2 separate regions of the Gossypium arboreum genome follow, and region 2 is linked to region 1. A link is a contact called in public Hi-C data. All regions are on one chromosome and are shown on one strand. Each heading gives the region's core, a stretch centred on a gene start, on an enhancer-like site or on the middle of the called end of the contact. The rest is flanking DNA. Distances are from core to core; before and after follow the strand shown.

Region 1 (2,786 bases), core at 175-2,674:
TATTTTCATTGTGACTGGTCGGCTTGCCCCTTGGCAGTTGCCGATAAAAATTGAACCAAGCTGTAGATTGCTCGTTATTGGACACTGGTAAATCAGCTGTATTGGAAATGCTAGGATCCAAACTATCCATACAGGGTCTCTTCTTTCCATCCTCGCTTTCAATTGAGCTTTCTTCCATATCATGCGCCATGTGTGTCTGGCCCAATCCTTTTAAAGATTCCCCATAATTCACGACATTACTACTCATGAATCCTTCTAAATTAAATCCCAATGTAGGATTGATCATCATCCCTGATTCCCTCCTTATTCCATCCCTTAAATTTCTACCTAAATTAGGTTGTCCCTGATTCATTTCCTGCAACTCCCCATCTCCTTCCTCCTTTAGCCACACACTATTCATGACAGCAACTCTCATTGAATGTGCTTTCAAAGATAAATCCTATCCAAATTCTACAGCTTCTACACCTTTTTTAAATCTAACGGGGTAGAAAGAATCATTATGGCCTAAGCAACCATATAAAAAACAGAATAATGTCAATCTCTCATACTTAAAATTTACGTAAGTACACTTCCTGGGAGAGATCATGATTTTCTTTCCTCTGCTTCAAAGGGCATCTAACCTCTAATTGAACCCGAACACGTAAATAATTTTTCATTCCCCTACTCAGTTCTTTCATATCATATTCCAAGAATCTACTAATAAAATTTCCAAGTTGTTTCATTACATTCTCCGGAAAAAAACCCTGGAGGTAGATCATGCACTTGAACCCAAAATGATGAGAAAATTAAAGACAGTTGCATAAGGTCTTCGTTCTCCTTGAGTCGATGCATAATCAATAAATGATTATTGAAAGTCCACAGAGCCCCATTTGTCACTCGTTCAATGTCCATCTTATAAAAAAACTTAAACAATTATCTCCTTTCCCTCAGATTTGAGATCTAAACACCCCCTAAAGGGAGCCAAAGGTTCGCTATCTTACTCTTCATTGCTGGAAAATAGACTACGCTTGACGTAAGGAAGCAACCAACCAAGCAAAACTCATAGACCAATTTTAAAGAATCAAACTTAGTAGGCAATAACATCACTTCTTCTTTCCCATCATCTAACTTCAACCCCTCCATCTCATTCTCCATGACTATCACCTTATACCACCCGAACACCAAAATAAACCTAGGCAGAAGAAAGTAACCGACTGACTACTCAAAACGAAACACAACAAAAAAACAAAGAAAACAAAAAGTTAGAGACGTGCTACAAGGAGCATACCAAAGAGAGAGCAAACCTTAATATTATGTATTATAACTGCAAATTTGTTTTGTTTTGTTTTTGTTAGTTTTGTAACTTAAGGAATAAAATTTAAAACATTTTAATGTTAGAATAAGTATCAAGAATATGTTTAAAGTTAAATAACAAATAAAATAAAATTCAGTATCCACCGATAATATAAGATTGTCTTTTCGTCCAAAAATTATTTGTCTTGGATTCTTTTTAGATTTTTTTATTCTCCACTAAGTAGCGAATGTTATTCATTAATTTATTCATAAAAGCGTAAATAATAAAAATATTTCGGTCTTCTCTCAAAGGAAACTATGTTAATACCTTCTTCTCATTATTTATTATTATAATTTTTTTTTGCATGAATTCCAAACCCTAACATTGATTTCTCTCACCTTTTTTTTCTTTTATTTTCACAAAAACCAACAAATTTCTTCGAACGGCAACTATCCATGGACGCGCGTCGTATGTCACGAGCCGTCCCCAGAGTCCGCCAAGTCGGCTTCTTCACTCCTAACACGCCGGTTCAGCAGCCTCGGCCGCAATCAGCCGCTCCAAGCTCCGAATCGCCTCCACTCTCTGATTCTCCTGCCAGCAACTCCCTCTCTCCCGTCATGATACCGCCGCCGCGTCACCTCTCCGACAACCTTGGCGGACGCACCGCCGCTGTGCCCGTTCCTGGGCGGGAAAACTCTGGAGAGCTTCCTACCGTTGGAAGTTACAACCTATCAGAGTCAGTGTTGTGGTTGGATTCACCGCCTCGTAGTCGAATTGGTGACGAAGAGCTCTCGGAGGGGGCAGAGTCGTCGTTGGGATGGTATCGGAGGAGTAATTCAGCAAAATTTGCCTCAAGTCTTCCCAGTGGCGGTTTCAATTTGTCTACAGTGAAGCATCCGGAAAGTGTTGCTGCAGTGGAAGCTAAGAATCCATTGCCTGGTAAATATAATAACTTTTTGAATACAATAAACGACTTTCAAAGTATTTGGATTAAATGAAACTTTGCTGCAGGAAAAAGTGAAGCGCAAAAGGAGCAAGCATCAAGTTCAAAGCCTCTAAAAGCGAAAACAACAAAAGCTGAGAGACGTGCCTTGCAGGAGTCTCAACGGGCTGCTAAAGCTGCTTCTAAAGGTTCGAAACAGTAATATTTTCTTTCTTTTAGTGGGAACATTAAGAGAATTTGAGAACAGGTTCAAGGGATGATGATTAAGCACATGTTGCAATCAGTTGCAAGCTTCCCCCTTTACTTAAAGAAAATAGGTTCTTAATCTGATTGAAATAGAAATGCCTTTTATGAAGTGAGTTCATCATCAAACTCAAGCTGTACATGTGATTTAGTCTAATGAGCCAAGTCATCTAATTTCTAGTTTATAGTTTCTACCCGTAGGACGTTCAAATTATTGAATAGCTTGTTGAAGTCTGTTAGCATTTCCTTAGTATTTGTTTCTTTGACTCCCTGTGAATAACATAGGCAATGGCATTTTAGATTTTGATGAAACATTAGTGTTGTTTG
Region 2 (2,820 bases), core at 38-2,537, 170 kb before region 1:
AGCATTGCACATTTACAAATTCTGACAGAGATGAAGGTTGAAATGGTTGACAAGTAGAAAGGGAAAAGTACATATAAGAAAATGGGTAATTAGGGATAGGGCATTGCAAAAATGGCAATATACTTTAGCATGAATAAATGGATTAGAAAAATATTTCCAAAACCGTCTGATCCTTTAAAAAATTTAACCATTTTCCCCTGAACTTCAGATAACACACGTATATGTATATAGCAATTTCCTGAAGAACAGTTATATGCAGACCATATTTCCATTTCCTTTTTTATATATTAAGAAATAAAAATATTTAATTTCAAAGACAACCCAACTGGCATTTCTTAATTATAGGTGAAAAAAAAACACCCAGTTCTCAAAGCAAATTATTTAACCAATAATCATAATTGAAGTAAAGACAAAATAAAATTTTACAACCCACAGTGGTAAAGACTATAAGCCTGAACTAACCCGGCGATCAAAAAACCGAACAGCCCTTGGATCCTGTAAAGGAAGAGACCAAATGATCAGGGAAACGAAATATAGTTCAAATTAAATCATTTTTTTTCAAACCATATTAAGTATTGATATGGCATTTTCTCCCCCATTTTACCTGTTCCTGTTCGGTTTCATTATATAAGTAAATAAACATTAAAGGAAAAAAAAACCATAATTAGTAATATAAATCCCAATAGATAGAAAAAGAAAGGGGGCTTACATTCGGTAGAGTTTTGAAAAATGAGAGAAACCCTTGAGCCTGCTTAGCGTCTGTTAACAGTAACCCAAAAAAAACAAAACCAAAAAAGGAGAAAAGTATTATCAACCATAAATTCCTGGAAAAAAATTATCAAAAGAAAATTAAAAGCATAAAAATAAGTTTCTAACAGAAAAAGGAGTGAGTGGGTACCTAGTTTGAGCTCTGGAAGCTTGTTTTGTTCATCAAAATTTTCATCCATTTTCGAGACAACTCACCAAAAAGCCCAAAAACGGGGGAAAAAAAGAGAAAGAAAATGGCTACTTTTCAGCTTCAGAGAACACAAACCAAAAACCTATTCTTATTCTGTAGAAAAACAAAAACACAAAACCTAAAATAAAGGGCCTTTTTCTGATGGCGGGAAAGGAATTGGCGGGGTTTTGAGAAGGGGTCTCCGAAGTACTCCATATTTCTTGGTTGTGTTGAAGTTGGATCAACCTGACCTAAGCTTGGGCCAAGTCCTGAACACAGATGATAACTTGGAGACTCAATTTATAACCAGAATTGGGCCTTTCTTTCATTTCATCCACTATGCACAAAGCCACAAATTTGTAAGTATCTCAATTCTACTTCATATTTTCTTTTAGGTTTAATACTACTTTGTATGTCCGTATCATAATAATATCATTTGTGCTTGTCAATTTAATTGGTTTTAAAAATTTAAAATTGATAATACATATTAATAATATATTAACTATATATTTATTGTTTTATTTTGAAGTCTCGAAATATAATATTAAAATATTATAATAAATAAAGATATTAATTGTTAAAATAAATTGAAAAATTTAGATTTGAAATATTATATTAAAATAATTAATAAAAATAGATATTTCAATATTTTATTATAAAATTTTGTACTAACAGATAAATTAATTCATGAAAAATAAATAATGACTAGTAATAAAAGAATTTTATTATAAAACATTAATTTAAAAAAGAGTCCTATGAATTGTAATATACGTTCAATAATTAAGTAATGTTTAAATTAATTTAATGTAAGTTACTATTTGATAAATTAAAAATTAAATGCAGAAAATAAATTTTGAAAAATTTAAGTACTAAATTTAAGTTATAAAATTGTTTGATAAACATAAATTTTAAATTAAAAATATTCTACATATTATCCTTAATTTTAAATATTTCACTTTATTTTAAATAAAATCAAATTTTAAACATAAAATTTTATTGGATAATATAATAATAAAATAAATAAAATAAAATAAAATTGAATTGGTTGAAAATATCCTCCATTAAGTGATAAGTAATTCTTGTCTACTTATTATTTTCAATGTTCTATCAAACAAGCCCTAATTTAAAAGACAATATGTAAAAAGAAATTTATCCAAATTGAAAATAAGTGCCTTAAACGAGGGAGTGTCCATTTGTTAAAAAACTATAATGTGAACATGTTTGTTTATTTCTATTTTAGATAAACCTTATAATATATAATATTAGTCTTCTTACCTGTGATGCATGAGTTTAGTGTATAAATTAATTATAATCCTAAAAGCAATGTAGATTTGTTGAATTTGAATATAGTAAGAAGTTAGTTAATAAGTAAATTCAAATAATTTAACATGTGCAAATGATAATATTGATTATATGATGAAAGTCTTAAGGCTCAATTTCAGACTCATGGATGTGATGGACTTACACTACCTCAAAGCCCAACAATAAGGTCAAAGGTCAAGCAAATCAAACCAAGATTCGATCAAAGACAAAATGCGAGGATGAATCTTTTCGAGAAAACAAGGAATGATACATGCACGGAATGAGTGAAATTTATTGAAGTAAATTCAATCAAGCTGTCAATTTTCAAGCTGAAAAGATTAGTCAATTTGTGATGCATTTTTGGATGGTATCTAGGCATTTATGGGCTTAGATATCTGCATAGAGTTTTAAGATCTATCTTTTAGCTTTGAAACAAACTTTGAATCACTCGATTTCAAGTTCAGGAGCTTAAGTTATGACTGTTTTAGTGAAGACTACGCGAGCAAAATTTCTAAATGAGATTATGATGAAAATTACTACTTTTGGGCTTTTAGTTCGAGTTTAAACCATATTGTGTTCGA

Evidence for each region. A called contact is a pair of places that touch in the nucleus more often than the background predicts.
Region 2: a contact with region 1 is called in a Hi-C map of leaf, with 3 times the contacts expected there. The contact joins the promoter of LOC108457313 here to the promoter of LOC108454226 in region 1. A contact is called at or near these places in 2 of 5 Hi-C or Micro-C datasets (both in leaf).

What each region holds. Positions count from the first base shown.
Region 1 is chr9:44,794,618-44,797,403 of ASM2569848v2, reverse strand. LOC108454226 reads left to right here and starts at 1,424. Exons shown (of 7, transcript XM_017752611.2): 1 at 1,424-2,212; 2 at 2,285-2,404. The coding sequence starts at 1,729.
Region 2 is chr9:44,963,044-44,965,863 of ASM2569848v2, reverse strand. LOC108457313 (DNA mismatch repair protein MSH2) reads right to left here and starts at 1,287. Exons shown (of 13, transcript XM_017756301.2): 1 at 899-1,287; 2 at 710-759; 3 at 463-495. The coding sequence starts at 947.